Regions from separate parts of the Mus musculus genome. Here regions 2, 3 and 4 are each linked to region 1. The links are chromatin contacts, called in public HiChIP or PLAC-seq and promoter capture Hi-C maps. All regions are on one chromosome and are shown on one strand. The core of a region is the stretch at or near the end of the contact, and the rest is flanking DNA. Distances in the headings are between cores, read along the strand shown.

What was found. Promoter capture Hi-C pulls out the DNA fragments that hold promoters and counts their contacts. HiChIP or PLAC-seq counts read pairs in DNA pulled down with a chosen protein or histone mark.
Region 2: a contact with region 1 is called in an H3K27ac HiChIP or PLAC-seq map of microglia, with 5 times the contacts expected there. The contact joins the promoter of Adcy9 here to the promoter of Coro7 in region 1. A contact is called at or near these places in 3 of 39 promoter capture datasets (3T3-L1-derived adipocytes, the C10 cell line and liver), 4 of 484 Hi-C or Micro-C datasets (LSK cells, embryonic stem cells, muscle stem cells and 1 more), 2 of 115 datasets of contacts at active chromatin or transcription factors (microglia and pancreatic cancer cells) and 1 of 9 other capture datasets (adipose tissue).
Region 3: a contact with region 1 is called in a promoter capture Hi-C map of liver, with 2.0 times the contacts expected there. The contact joins the enhancer-like site here to the promoter of Coro7 in region 1. A contact is called at or near these places in 17 of 39 promoter capture datasets (the 3T3-L1 cell line, 3T3-L1-derived adipocytes, the C10 cell line and 10 more), 5 of 15 datasets of contacts at CTCF or cohesin (CD8 T cells, the NIH/3T3 cell line, embryonic stem cells and 2 more), 61 of 484 Hi-C or Micro-C datasets (the C10 cell line, the CH12 cell line, the G1E-ER4 cell line and 28 more), 5 of 115 datasets of contacts at active chromatin or transcription factors (the SCID.adh cell line, astrocytes, bone marrow-derived macrophages and 2 more) and 1 of 9 other capture datasets (embryonic stem cells).
Region 4: a promoter capture Hi-C map of liver shows a contact between it and region 1, with 2.6 times the contacts expected there. The contact joins the enhancer-like site here to the promoter of Coro7 in region 1. A contact is called at or near these places in 6 of 39 promoter capture datasets (embryonic stem cells, hippocampal neurons, liver and 1 more), 2 of 484 Hi-C or Micro-C datasets (embryonic limb bud and epidermal suprabasal cells), 5 of 115 datasets of contacts at active chromatin or transcription factors (embryonic stem cells, large pre-B cells, pancreatic cancer cells and 2 more) and 2 of 9 other capture datasets (adipose tissue and embryonic stem cells).

Annotation. Positions count from the first base shown.
Region 1 is chr16:4,677,581-4,681,178 of GRCm38.p6, forward strand. Coro7 (coronin 7) reads right to left here and starts at 2,140. Exons shown (of 28, transcript NM_030205.4): 1 at 1,972-2,140. The coding sequence starts at 2,031.
Region 2 is chr16:4,418,850-4,422,431 of GRCm38.p6, forward strand. It overlaps Adcy9 (adenylate cyclase 9), which reads right to left and starts at 1,649. Exons shown (of 11, transcript NM_009624.3): 1 at 927-1,649; 2 at 1-739. The coding sequence starts at 696.
Region 3 is chr16:4,302,534-4,306,140 of GRCm38.p6, forward strand. Adcy9 (adenylate cyclase 9) reads right to left here. Exons shown (of 11, transcript NM_009624.3): 7 at 1,844-2,052. Among named protein-coding and RNA genes, the nearest start is that of Gm36359, 20 kb to the left of the region's middle. Within about 2 kb of position 1,793, at least 5 of the 459 cell types and tissues checked have an H3K27ac peak or open chromatin away from gene starts, as enhancers often do. A contact at or near this core is called in bone marrow-derived macrophages and liver, where this site is marked.
Region 4 is chr16:5,124,915-5,128,310 of GRCm38.p6, forward strand. The region is part of intron 1 of Ppl (periplakin); the gene reads right to left. Among named protein-coding and RNA genes, the nearest start is that of Ppl, 5.9 kb to the right of the region's middle. Within about 2 kb of position 1,882, at least 5 of the 459 cell types and tissues checked have an H3K27ac peak or open chromatin away from gene starts, as enhancers often do. A contact at or near this core is called in liver, where this site is marked.

The sequences.
Region 1 (3,598 bases), core at 890-3,389:
CATGTGTCTCTGGGGGGAATATTTCAGTTCAAAGAGTGGGAAGGAGCTGGGCAGTGGTGGCGCAGGCCTTTAATCCCAGCACTCGGGAGGCAGAGGCAGGTGGATTTCTGAGTTTGAGGCCAGCCTAGTCTACAGAGTGAGTTCCAGGACAGCCAGGGCTACACAGAGAAACCCTGCCTCAAAAAGAAAAAAAAAAAAAAAAAAAAACAAGAGTATGAAAGTGGCAAGGAAGTGACCATCTAACAGAAGATGGGTGTGCTCCTGTGGCTACTCTGCTGAAGCCAGGGCCCACGGCCCCTTGTGAACATCACACTCAGTAGGGAGAAGATAAAGATCTGGCTTCCTCAGAGCATGCTCCGCCCTGGATGAGTGAAGGCAGTAATGGTGACACCCCGCATATGGGAAAGAAGAGCGCTCGCCCTGCAACTGAGATCAAGGACCCCATTCCCTCTGTTGGTGTCAAAGCACAGATCTGCAATCCTTCTTGCCTCAGTAACAAGCACTCCTGAGGCCCCCGGTTCTGTGGGCCTGTCTGATTAACTTACTAGAAGGAGGTCCATACAGAGAGAAGCCACAGAGCCCTGAAGGTCTCTCCAGATCCGTCCACTAATCATTACTGCACTCTTAGTAATAGTCTGCATCCAAATCTAAGCACTGTGTACTTCCTCTCAAGCTTTCAATGGCGCCATACTATACTCATAACAAAACTCAACTTCTTCCTCTGAAGGGCTGCCCTGTAACTCATCTGTCACCAGCTTTGCCTGGCTAATGGCCTCTGTCCACCCTGGGTTCACTTTCTTTTTTTCTTTTTTCTTTTTTTGGTTTTTCGAGTCAGGGATTCTCTGTGTAGCCCTGGCTGCCCTGGAACTCACTCTGTAGACCAGGCTGGCCTCGAACTCAGAAATCTGCCTGCCAAGTGCTAGGATTAAAGGCCTGCACCACCACCGCCCGGCCACTTTCTTTTTCTTTACTGGCTTTTTTTCTTCTCACCCTTCTGGCCTCTGTTGAAATCCACCCACCTGGGCACTGTCCTCCACAATACTATTACGTTCAACTCTACTTCACTTCTTTACATCACAGCCCACCACATACCCCCGGGTGTTCTGATTCTTCAGTGGATTTATATTGTGCTTGCTGACCAGAGGCTGTTAAGTTCCACAGAGAAGGGGAAATGTCACAATGTTCACTGTTTTAGAGAGCTGAGCAGCACACAATAGGTACAGAAAGGCTAACTGTCCAGAGAATGAAAATGGAGCACGGTTGTCCTAACTTGCTTTGGGACACTAGAGGTCCAAATAACACAGGGGGAGAAAGGCCAGTGCCTCACCGAGTGGAGTGTCCTTCTTGACACTCCATCTGGGATCCACCTGCTCTAGGCTTCTCCAGGCCCCAACAACCGCTAGTATCATCACCCCAGTAAAGGAAGAGCTTGCACCAGTAGACAAGGAAGAGTGGCAGAAACTCGAGGGAGGAAGCCTGCCTGGCCCCAGGGGCTCCCTCTCCAGATGATACCTTCCCTCTCACTGAGACCACAAGAAAGAGATGCATCTCTCCCACAGCCCGGCCGGCCCGGAGCAGGGGTGATCCTAGACTGCTGGAAGGGGGAGACCGGCGTCGACAGTTTCCCAGCCAGGTTCCCAGCAAGGCCGACCGGAAACAGAGGCCTGTTCGCGTCTGGGAGTGCTGCGAGGCCTCCTGGGGTAACAGGGGGAGGCGAACCGGCCAGGCCGACCTCCGGGATCACCCAACTACTAGGGCGCGTCATCAGACCTCCGGACTCTGTCCTCTGAGCAGTGAAGGGGCGGCCTGAACTCTAGGGTTCATCTAAAGGGAGAAGTTCCGGGTGGACAGATGGGGCGAGGTGGGGTGAGGGTCTTCACAACCCAGAGTGTGCACTGCACAGGCAGGCACTGGGAATGGCAGTCCTCCGGGACCAGAAGCCAGGGAGTGGGGTCCACTGGCCGGGCTCACCTCTCGGCGGGACGGCCGGGCCTCCATATGCCGAAACTTGGACACCTTGAAGCGACTCATGGCAGCTGGGACAGAGCAAGCTCAGGCTGGAGAACGAGGGTCGTCAGGTACTAGGTGAATGAAGAGAAGCCGCCCTGGACTCTTGCAGCCTGCCGCCTCAGCAGCCTGCAGCCTGGTGCCACGCCCTTATTGATGACAACCAATCGGAAGCTCCTGCGGCCTGCCTAGGCACGCCCCCACGTCACCCTTCTTCAGCGCGACGGCCTTCAGCCCCGCCTTCTTCAGAGGCCAGGACGACCTGAGAAGTCACGCCCTGATGCCTGGGGGACTACTGCACTGGTCGGAGGTCATGTGAGCCGCAGCTGTCCTACCGAAGGAACCACACTTCAATTGCTGCAGGATTAGACTTGCAATACTGGTCCCTGAGGTTTTACAATGACCTGAGAAATAGCAGGACAGAATTAACTAGACTAAAACTGGGAATAATCCCCGCGACCCATAAAAGATAAGAACCACTGAGACTCAATCTTTCTCTCTCTCAATCTCTCTCTCTCTCCCTCCCTCCCTCCCACCTCTTGTCTCCCCTTCCCTCCCTTTCTACCCCTTTGTTTTGAGTTTTATTTTTATTTTATTTTATTTTTGTTTATTTATTTATTTATTTATTTTGAGACAGGGTTTCTCTGTGTAGTCCTGGCTGTCCTAGAATTCACTCTGTAGACCAGGCTGGCCTCAAACTCAGAAATCCCCCTGCCTCTTCCTCCCAAGTCCTGGGACTAAAGATGTGCACCATCACTGCCCAGCCAAAAATACACATTTTATAATGCAATTTTTTTCATACTAGAGTGTATGATGATAATGACCAAGTGATATATAGCTTTATTCTCAATATCTGTGAGCATCAATTTTCCCTTAAAAATGATTTTAGCTGTGGATTGTAGCTCAGTTGGTAGAGTGTTTGCCAGGCATGTATGAAGCCCTGGGTGCCATCCCCAGCACAGTGACATAGTCCTATAGTCCCAGCATTCAGGAGGAAGATCAGAAGTTCAAGGTCAGCTTGGTTTACATAGTTCGGGACTATATAGTGAGAACCTGCCCAAAAAGAAAAAAAAGAAAAAGAAAAAAGAAAGAAAAGAAAAGAAAAGGGAGAAAGAAGGCAGGGTTGGGAAAATGGCTCAGTGGGTAATTATGCTTGCTCTTGGTTAGACTTGTTGGATCCCCTGGCCTTGTGAAGTGTCTTAAACTGCCACATGGGTGCTGGGAATCAGACTTGGGTCTTCTTCGAAAATAAGGAGAAACAAGTACTCTTGACTGCTGGGACATTTACTTTTGTTCACCTGTCTATCCCTGCCTACTCATCTGTGTGCACACAATGTTGGGGTCCAGGAATTGCCTCACAAATCACACAGACATTGATCTCGGTCAGACCAGGATGGTTTATTGATCATATGCTCCAGGATTGGTCGACCAGGGCCATGGTCAGGATTTCAGAACTGAGCCACTACCCTGAACTAAGATCCTACAGGGCTTTTAAGCCCAAGATCTACAAACATTTGTGCCAAGTTATTTCATCAATCGGGATTTAAAGACAGGAAGATTTCCTTAGGAACATGTCTTTGTTGTACACTTA
Region 2 (3,582 bases), core at 399-2,898, 260 kb before region 1:
AAGGAGCACTTCGATGCATATGGAGAAGCTTCCTACTTGAGATAAGCAAGTGTCCGCCGGAGTGGCCGTGAGAGTATGATTGGAGCTGTCAACACGTCCTGACAGAGGTGTCCAAACCTGAAACTGCGCAGCCAGGGTCAGGGCGAACACCAGCAGGGTGAGAGCCAGCGAGGTCCACGCATAATGCCGGGCGTACAGCTTGGTGAAAGTAAACAGGAAAAAGCCCACACACACCACCAGGAAGCACAGAGCTGGGACCACCATGACAATCACTTTGGATTTCATGTGGACAGCGAAATAGATGCTCCAGAGAAGGCAGGCGAAGCCCACATAAAAGAGTGCGTACCGGAAGCGGCGCTGGGTCTGCGGAAAGCAGCGCTCCAGGCAGGCCTCCTCCAGGTTCATGGAGTCGAATTTGGGGTCCCACCACCGGCTGGAGGCCCTCTCAAAAAGCTGGGGCAGCTTCTTCTGTCTGCGCAGGCGACCCCCGCCGCCAACCCTCCGGGGAAGGCCCCCTGAGTCTCCCGAGCTGCTACAGCTGGAGGAGATGCTGTACTTGCAGTGCTTCGGGTGGGTGTTGGAGGACAGCTGCTTAGGGTTGATCTTGACCCTCACGCTGTTGCTGTCTCCGCTTGAGTCGCAGCTCACCTCGGTGCTATGGTGATGCAGCAGCTGCTGGTGGGGTGAGGAAGCCATGTTGCCGAGCTCTTGGAACCTTTCCCGACCAGGTCAGGGGCACCTGCAGGCAAAACCAGCAGAATTAGAGCGGCCTGACTACACACACTCCCGGAGGGCCACGCGACCTGTGCTTGTCGCGAGTGCGAGCTCTGGCGAGCCACTTGGGAAGGCACCACCATATGTTCACCAAAACTGCCCATAACGGCGCATAAAAGCGCCAAGGCGAGCGAGAACCGCACGGGCCGTACCTGGTGCTCCCAGGGTTCTCGTGCCGCGGCCGCGCTGAGTCTTGGGTCCCCGGCAGCGCTGCGCTGCGCTCCCCTCGGGCGCCGTCGCCCGCTGGTGGCCTCTCCCCGTGCAACTCCAACTGCAGCTCCAGAGGGAAGTTCAGACCTTGAGCGCTCGGGGCACCGGGAGCAGCTTTCGCAAAAACAACTCGGGAGGCGAGCAGCGCTTCATCCTGCCGCAGCAGCGCCCGGTGCGTCAAAGCGCGCGGGCCAACCTGCGGCTCCTGCCGCGTTCCGTCCCCTTGCGGCTAAGCACCAGCGGGCTACCCTGCCCCGCGCCCCTGCTCGCGAGCTTGAGGAGCCCGAGGGCCGCCCGTCCGAGCGGCCGGTCTAGCAGGGCCTGCTGCCCGCAGCCGAACGCACCCCGGCCCAGAGCCGAGCTCGGGGCACTGCGCGGGCCCCTCCACAGACCGCCGTGCGGGCTGCCGCAGAGCCTGACTCCCGCGACGCCGGCTGGCCAGCACGCCGGTCGTCCGCACGCCGCGCCCACGCCCCAGGGGCCCTGCCTGAGCTACAGATGCCGCTGCGGCTGCGCCCGCCGCCCGCTCTCCCGCAGCCGCTGCCTCAGGTCGGAAGAGTAGCAGCCGCAGCCGCCGCCACCACCATCTCCGGCCCCCTCCTCCTCCCCCTCCCGCTGTCACTGACAGACGCGCGCCCGCGCCGCCCCTCTCCTCTGCCGCAGCGCGCACGCGCGGCCCGCGCACGTCACCGCCGGGTCCGGGACACGCGCACCAGCAGCGCGCCACCCCGCCTAGGAGCGCGCGCCCGGCTCGGGGCTGCAGCGGGGCGGGGCCGGGCGGACGCGCTCTGGGCGCCGCCCTCCGCCCTGGGCTGCTCCGAGCCTGGGCCGCCTGCTGTGGGCACCAGGCCTCCGCCTTCTTCCGAGGCCTTGGCTGCCTTTGACTACTTGCCCCGCAGCCTGGCCCCCAAGTCCGCACAGGAAGCATCTAAGCGCAGTTTACCTTTTGGATACATCGAAGTTTTCAGTCCCTGGCTTTGCTCGATTGTGACCTCCCTCCCATTCTGCCAGCAATGTAGGAGTGTTCCCAGTGGTGCTAGGCCCCTCTGAACTTGCTGGGGGATGGAAATGATCATCACCAGCCAAGCCACTTCTGATAGCTTCTAAAGTCGAGCACCACTGAGGACCACCTTTGCCAACCCCCTGGGGAAGTTATCTTCCCGACTTTGAAGATCTTTCATTCTTCACATGAACAACTGTTTTTCCCTCTCCACAAGGAAAACGTTCAAAGAAATCAGCTTCCCATTAATAAGTTCTACATTGGTCTGTGTAAACTCTGGCCTGAATAAACACAATTCTATATTCTCTGGTCGCACCCTGGCTGCCACACCGTACAGTGTTTTTCTGCAACCACAGGGGACTAACTGACCCTTCCTTCCCACAGCTCTCGGGGCCCATCCCAGGCATCCACAGTCACTGTGGAATTCAGGAATAGGAAGGTAAAATATAGACTATCTATACAACCGAATATTATTCGACTATAAAAATGAAGTACACTTGCTACAACCTCTGAAACACACTGGGTAAAAGAAACCAAACACAAGAGGCCACATATTGTATGATTGTATTAATGTGAAATGCCCAGAACAAGCAAATCTATAGAGAAAATACAGGTGATGGATGCCTGCGGTTGTATGAAGTACTAGGTATTGACTACACTATCAAGCCTGGGGGTTCCTTTTGGGGTGATGAAAACATCTGGAACTAGTGAGAACACAACGCCGTGGATTCTGTAGTAGGTATACTTCATGAACGTACTAGTGTCTTTGGATTGCTTTAATGATAAGTACAACTGCATAAATGGTAAGTTTTATGCAGTATGTATTGCACCACAATAAACAGGAACTTTTTAAAGTAAACGTGTCATTGTTGATATATTCCAGCTCAAAGTGCAAGATGTCCATCTAATTATGAGAAAACATCTGAGGAAGGAACTTAATCTGAAAAATACTCCACAACCAAACTGCCAAGTGCTCTTCACAGTGCCAGAGTCACCAAACACAGAGCCTAAGGTATTGTCACAAGTAAGGGGCAAATTGTCATTAAAGGGCAAAGTAGAACAGGAAAAAAAACAAAAACAAACAAACAAAAAACAGTGGGAAGGCAGCTGGTGAAACATGCAGTGTATTTAATGGCATCCCCATTAAATCCCACAGTTACCCAAGACATTAACAGTAGGAGAAGCTGGGTGTAGGTCGCAGGGGAACTCCCTAGTATTTTTACAACATTTTTCTAACTCTAACTTTTTTTCAGAATAAAGCTAAAGATAGAAAGAGATGTTTATTGAGCAGGAACTATGTGCCTCCTGTATCTGAGGTTTGGAAAAGCGGAGCACACACCAATAGCTAACAAGTAACAGTGGCCAGCTGGTACTGACCCGAGTATCCCAGTGCCAGAGACCAGCAAGCACTTTTCCTCATGACCTACTGTTGACCACAACCCCCTGAGGAAGATATTATTGCCCCTCACTTAGAGACATGAAGACAGGAACTGGAAAGTAACATGCCCAAAGTCCCACAAAAGGCAATAATAAGTTCATATTTTAAAAGCAGACCTCAGACTCTGGAAGCTCTGACAGACTTTGAAGCTCACTGTGAC
Region 3 (3,607 bases), core at 543-3,042, 380 kb before region 1:
TTTTCTGCATTGGGGTGTTGAGTGGAAGTAGCAGGAACCCACAGATAAGGCACATCTTGCCACTTCTGTCTTAGCTCCTGGGGGCAATTATCAGTGGACTGAACTGGCTGGCATGGTGCAAGGACTCATGGTCACAGCAGCCAGGAGACAGGCACGTATTAGGATAGGTGTGCAAGCAAATGAAGTGCTCTGGGCATCCACCCACACCTAAAGGACATGGAGAAAGCTATGGTCTTCCCAGAATCTTGGGCTGGTCTTCTGTCTATTTAAATATTTATCCTGCTATTCCCATAGGTCACTGTCCTGCTCAGCCACTGTCAGAGAAGCTCCTTGACATAGATGGGAACACAGAAACCTACAACTGAACAATGTGAGGAGAGTCAGAGACCTCAAAGCACTCAGTCCTAAATGGGATGTCTTTATGAAAGCCTTCATCAGGGTCAGGGAGCTGTGTAGAAGACAGGGTGGGAAGACTGTAAGATTCAGAGGGAATGGACGATTCCAGAGCCAACAGGACCGACGCACACATGAACTCACAGAGATGATGATGGCAGGGCCTGCGCATGTCCAAGTCAGATGGGGTCCCAAATCTGAGAGGGGAAGTGGACAAGAGCTCCCATCTAATCAAGAAGCTCTCTGCAGTTGACAGCGGTTTGCAAAGGGAACATTGTTTTCTCCGATGGAGTCTCACTAGGTCCATAAACCACACCTACGGGTAGCCCCATGCCCAGCAGTGCATGGCCAGCACAAAATGAACTCAATGCTTATATATTTCTAGTGCTTTTCCTTTCTTTTTTGAGCCCTCCTTTTTTGGTCTGTTTGTTTTCTAAAGAGAGGGGAAGAAGGCTTGGAGCTGAGGGAGTGGGAACCATGATCAGACTATAGTGTATGAAAAAATATTTTCAATTAAAAAAATAAAGGAAGGGGGCTGGCTTGTCTTTATATGACTGAGCAGTATCAACCTGATACACTACGGATATTAGATCCTTGTTCCAGATGTGATCCATATTCCTCCCCGCTGTTTTAGGTTTTCTCTTTCCATGTTAGGCTATCTTTGTTTGTTTTGGTCTGTGTAGTCCAGGTAGCCTTGAACTTGCTAAACAACTAAAGTGGCTTTGAACTCTTGATCCTCCTGCCTCCATCTCCCACGTGCTGGGATTGTGCCACTGTGCCTGCTTTGACAGTAGTCTATGTACCACGGCGTGTGTACACATCTACAAGGTCCAGCTTCCCTGTTCTTCCTGTTGCTTACACACTGCTGTCATCTCTAAGTACTGCCTTCCAAGCTCGGAAACTGACAACTTCCTTGGTTGGGCTAGCCTGACCCTTAGGTTAGCAGAGGCTCGCTCTCTGCTCCCATCTGTTATATGCTCCCTTTGCATTTCCTCCCCCCTTTCTTCTTTCTGAACTTCTCACTTCTCCTTTTTTAAAAAAGATTTATTTATTATTATATCTAAGTACACTGTAGCTGTCTTCATGCACATCAGAAGAGGGCATCAGATCCCATTACGGATGGTTGTGAGTCACCAGGTGGTTGCTAGGATTTGAACTCAGGACCTTTGGAAGAGCAGTCAGTGCTTTTAACCGCTGAGCCATCTCTCCAGCCCTCACTTCTCCTTTTAATCTCTAATTTAGATCTGGCATCAGCTGGGCTGAAGGGCGGCTGACCCTCTAGTGTGCCACCAGTGTGGGGTGAAGGTCAGTGCCCTGAAATGGGGTGAGAGGGAGGGAATGAAGTTCTATTCTCATTGAACACCTGGTTAATCAGTTTGCCTTTAACCATGAAGCCAGAAGAGGGAGCTAGAGGCTAAGCATTGGAGCCACTTCTCCAACTGGAGCATACCTGATGGACACTATGAGGGAAAGCACCTCCAGCAGCAGGTCTGCACCAAAGACGGCCAGGGCAGCCGGTGGGGGAGGGGTGGCGGTGGCTCCATACTTTAGGAAGCAGGTGATGGAGAGAATCAAGAACACGGTGGTTGACAGAAACACATCCAGAAGGGAGCTGAAGGTGGCACTGGCGAACGTCTTCACAGGAGAATTCTTTATGACCTGTTTAGAACAGGAGAGGATGGGATGAGCTGACCTGTCCTCAGATGGCCAGGGAGTACAGTGTGGAGGGACAAGTCCAGACCAGGCAGATGGCCAGGGAGTACAGTGTCCAGACCAGGCAGAGGCATATGGTTCACACGGGTCATCTCCGTTACGAAACTTGCCGAGGGTCACATAGCAAGAGGTTGTAAGACTCTCACACACATTTACACAGTCACTCCTGAGAGCCCAGGAGAACACATCTGGAAAGGCACATCTGGAAAGGCAGGAGGTGATGGGGCTTCCAGGGAACGGAGGGATGTGAAAACTTCACCAGAAGACAGGTAGATATGTAAGCAGCAGCAGCAGCTGAGGAAGGCCTCTGTGTGTGAAATGAGAGTATATGACATTTATTAGGAGAGCCTTCCAGGCTGGAGAGAAGGCTCAGGGGTTAAGAGTGCCTGTTGTTCTTCCAGAGGACCTGGTGTGACTTCCAGCACATGCATGGTGGTTCAAAACGATCCATAACTTCAGTCCCCAGGGATCCAATATCCTCTTCTGTCCTTTACAGGCACCAGGCACACGTGTGGTGCACATACATACATGAAGGCAAAGCAAACGTGAAATAAAAAGCAAATAAACTATGTAATTTTTTTTAAGGGAGCAAGCCTGTGTATCTCTGGGCTGGTTGGGTGCAGGGTGGGCATGAAACAAAGCTTGAAAGGACGGGCACCTGATCGTGGACTGACAGACACAAGAAATGGGCATGGTGTGGTAGTTACTAAAGAGGCACATGCATATTGCCAGGGAATTTGGGAGAAGGAAACTGCTATCACATGATGTGTCCAGAACGTGACCAGTTCCATACCCCTGTAGGCCCTACAGAGAGGTGCCACCCCAGTCAGAGGTCTCTACAGCCAACAGAGGAATAGGAGACAAGGCTCCTATGTGTAGATGAAGGCCCAAAGTGGCTATCCCAAAGAACATGGGGTGAGAAGCCACAGTGGGCTGCAGCCAGATGAGCTGACTCCCATGTGTGCCCCAGGCCTGTCTCAGGAGGAAGATACAGAATGTCAATCCTGGGGCTGTGGTGAAAGAAGGACATGGCACACAGTTGATGGGGCTTCAGGATTCAGGGACGAAGGAGGCTGGAGGTCCGTGGGAGGGAGAGGCATGCGACCTCCCTTCAGTTTAGGGAAACTTCCTTTCAGGCCAAACTGGTCTAGTTCCTCAGCCTTCAATGGATCCCAGGATCTGGAGAAAGTGGGCAAAGTCAGGCTTTGACCTTGGGAGAATGAGAGGGTTGGTCAGCCCCAATGTCAAGCCTGAACTCACCTGAGCAAGGTGGACACAGGGCTAGAGTAGAGGCCTCCTACTCACCCATGGAATTCTGAGGATAACCATGGGCCTGGTCCTAACTTGAGGTCCCCTAAAAAGACCTAAGATCTTACGTGAGGCTGCCACAATGACCTCCTCTGCAGAGGCACATGTGCATCACTGCTCCTTTTAGGGATCTAAGAAACATTCTAGGGAGTAGCCAGGGCTTGGGCAGAGAAGCTCAGGACAGCCAGTGGGG
Region 4 (3,396 bases), core at 632-3,131, 450 kb after region 1:
AGCATGAAGGAACAGAAGGTGACATTCCAGGAAGCTGCCACTGAAAGGGGAAGTATAATCTACACACCCCTAACAACAGGACAGAGCATGACATCAATATCACTACTGTGATTACTTCTCACTGCACAGCCTGGGCTCAGAGGCAATTGCCTCTAAAGGTTCTGATTTATTTAGTCTGAGATAAGCTATATCCTGGCAGAACTCCTCAGGGTCTTCTCAGATATAGCCAGGGCTAAGAACAAGGAACTGAAACCCAGCAACTGTTAAAGCGGAGCACCAGGAATGAGAAAAAATTCCAAGTCTCCACCAGAAGGAAATCATAAGAGAAAACCACATATAGGTGGTGTTCAATAAATACCAGATTGATTAGCCAATTGACCGATACTTTCCCTACTAGAAACTTCTGTGGTAATTAGACAGTCAGTTCCCCCACACCCAGTTATTAATCCTGGGGAAGTCAACCCTACACTGTGTGGGTTGCTGGGGCAATAATTCCTGCTCTGTTTTTAAGGCCAGAACTGTTTCTGCCCAGGGAAGGCCACCACTCCTGGCTTCCAGGCCTCCAGTTCTCATTACAGACACATAAAGGTCATGCCACGAATCTAGTCTTGAAGGCTCCTATGCTATTTACAAGGCTCAAGCTGACTATGGTGCCTCTGGCCATTAGGATGTCATTCTGAGTTAGAGTTAAGTCATCACGACCCAGTTGAGCCAGCAGAATAGTACCAAAAAGAAGTGGTCACCACCAGGACTGAATGGCTGTCCTTTCATGGTCATATTCACAGATTCTCCTTAAAAAGAAATCAACGGTCATTTATATCAATCATTTCCCAGTCCCCCTCTCAAGAGTATATCATTTTATTATTTCTCTGTGTGTGGCTGTTTTGTCTGCATGTACCTCTATACATTACAAGTGTGCCTGGTGCTTACGGAGGTCAGAAAAGGGTATTGGACCCCCTGGAACTGGAGTTGCATAAGGTTGTGAACCGCCATGGGTACTAAGAACTGAACCCAGGTCTTCTGTAATAGCAACAGTGTTCTTAACTGCTGAGCCATTTCTCTAGCCCACCATTTATATTTTTGATACATCTGCTTGTCTACATTCAAATGTTAGCAATAAAATTGCTTTTTGTCTTTTTCATCTTCATTGCTGTTGATAGCTGCCTTTGTTTTGAGATGAGGTCTCATTTTGTGGCTTAGATTAGCCCTGAGCTCACAATCTTCCTGCCTTAGCCTCCCCAGTGCTGGGAATGCAGGCCTGCATCACCACACCTGGCTGCTGTTTGTGCATTTCTAAACCTATTAACATTCTCTCTCACCTTTCATCCACTTGCTTTGCAAGCTCAGCAAATTGTATCCCTGTGAGGATACAAGGTGTCTCTTAAAATCTGGTCTGAATTGATCTTTATCAGTCCATCATCTGACAGCCCTTAGGCTCTGCTTACATGCTCCCATCTCTCCCTCCTTCTTATATTTCAGTACCTAGTGCCCTTCATTGTTACCCTGTCCTTTATTCTGCCCCTTCCCTAGTGAAGATCAGAGACTAGATGAGGGTGGGACACACTGCTCAGGATTTCCAGTATCCCTGGCCTCTGATCTGATGGCTGCTCCTATTCTTATATTCATGATCCAGTGGGCTACCACACAAATCCAAAGGACACCAAGATAAGATTGACTTATTTGAGACAGTGTGCAGATGGTTGTGTCCCAGTGTAGAGGCTTGTGAGGGCTCCTCCTGGGAACCCAAGTAAATCAGGGAGAAGGGAAAGGGCACTTCAGGCAGGAGGCACAGTTGGCCAAAAGCCTCATGGCTGGCTGGGAGCAGCATGGAGACGGGATAGGCACTCACCCTGTGCAGGGTGGTGTTTGCCAGTGTCCCAGAAAAGTCAAACCGTTGGAAAATCATTATCACATGCGGCCGTGGCCATGCCTGCAGCAGGGAGATGTACTATCTATTGGGTTCAAACAGGAATGGCCAAGGGCCAGCTGCAGGCATCCAGGCCCCAAGAGTCCCTTTTGGGCTGTGAGTGAGTTCTGGAGGCAGCAATGGGGACCCATTTAAGAGAGGGCAGGGCAACAGAAGGCCTCTCAGACTTGGAAGGCTGTGACTAAAACAGCAGAAAGAACAAAGCCCCGAGGCCAGTTCCCTCTTCTGGCTGCCCAGACAGGCTGAGGCAGGCAGGAGGGCACAGATGAGCCAGGGAGGTCCCATACTGCCTACAGGGGGTTGTTGTACCCTGGCAGTGCCTCAGCTTATATGTACCCCTCAGCTTTGGGTAGTAACTAACATTGCTAGGGTACTAGCTGAGCCATGCTTCTCTCTCTCTCTCTCTGTCTCTCTGTCTTCCTCTCTCTCTGTCTGTCTCTCTCTTGTCTGTCTGTCTGTCTGTCTGCCTCTGCTGGTCCTCGACAGTGTCTGGGTCTTTAGCAGTGCTTCCCATAGGCTGAGCCCGACTCTGTCCTAGATCTCTTCATCGGCCAAAATGTTTTGCAGAGAGCTGGTCAGACTAGGATGTAGTGGCTCCTAAAGGTAATCTCAACACATGGGAGGCTCAGGCAGGAGAACTCAGGAGTTCAAAGCTAATGTAGTTAATTGAGGGTCAGTCTGGGTTACAGAATGAGTTGAAGCCAGCCTGGGATATAAGGTGAGTTCAAAGATACCTTAGGCTATATAGTAAGTTGAGACTCTGCCAAAATACACTCCCCCACAACCCTACAAATAGATTACTTAAGTAATTACGTTAAAAATGGGACAGGGGTAGTGACAGAGTCTGAAGCCCTGGGGTCAACATTCAGTCACATGACTGGAGAGTCTCTGGACTAGACTGCCATCATTCTCAGGCATGGGGGAGGGATTCCTCTTCTAGAACCCCTGTGCCCCAGTAGAAGCCTCTTGTGAGCCCAGGGTGTTCATTTACATTCAGCCTCAGTGTTCACCTCTGGGAAATGGGACCAGCCCATGTGGTGGGTCAGACTGACACCTTACCATATTCCAGCCATGTAGCCCTTCTTTGGCAGGCACAGGGATGTGGCAGGCTGTTTACTGTGCCCAAGACACCCAGGTCCTTATGTTTTGCTGACAGGCCCTCCTTTAAGTCATTCTCCTTCTGGCTGCTATGCATCAGTGGGTGCGTGCACAGCCTACTTGAGTCTGCTGTCCGGCAGGCTTCTAGACTTAGGACCATTCCCGTCTTAGCAGTGTGTGATGGCTACCCACTCTGAAGCTGAGCCAGAGCTGGGCCTGTAACGCCATCACTTTGCTGATCCACCAGCAGTTGGTCCGAGAGGGGGCTGTAACCCTGCTCCTGTTACTCAGATGATAAACCAGGTTCCTAGATCCGAGGTGATCTCCACAAGGGCACACAGCTCAGGAGAGGCACACTGCACTTGAACTCA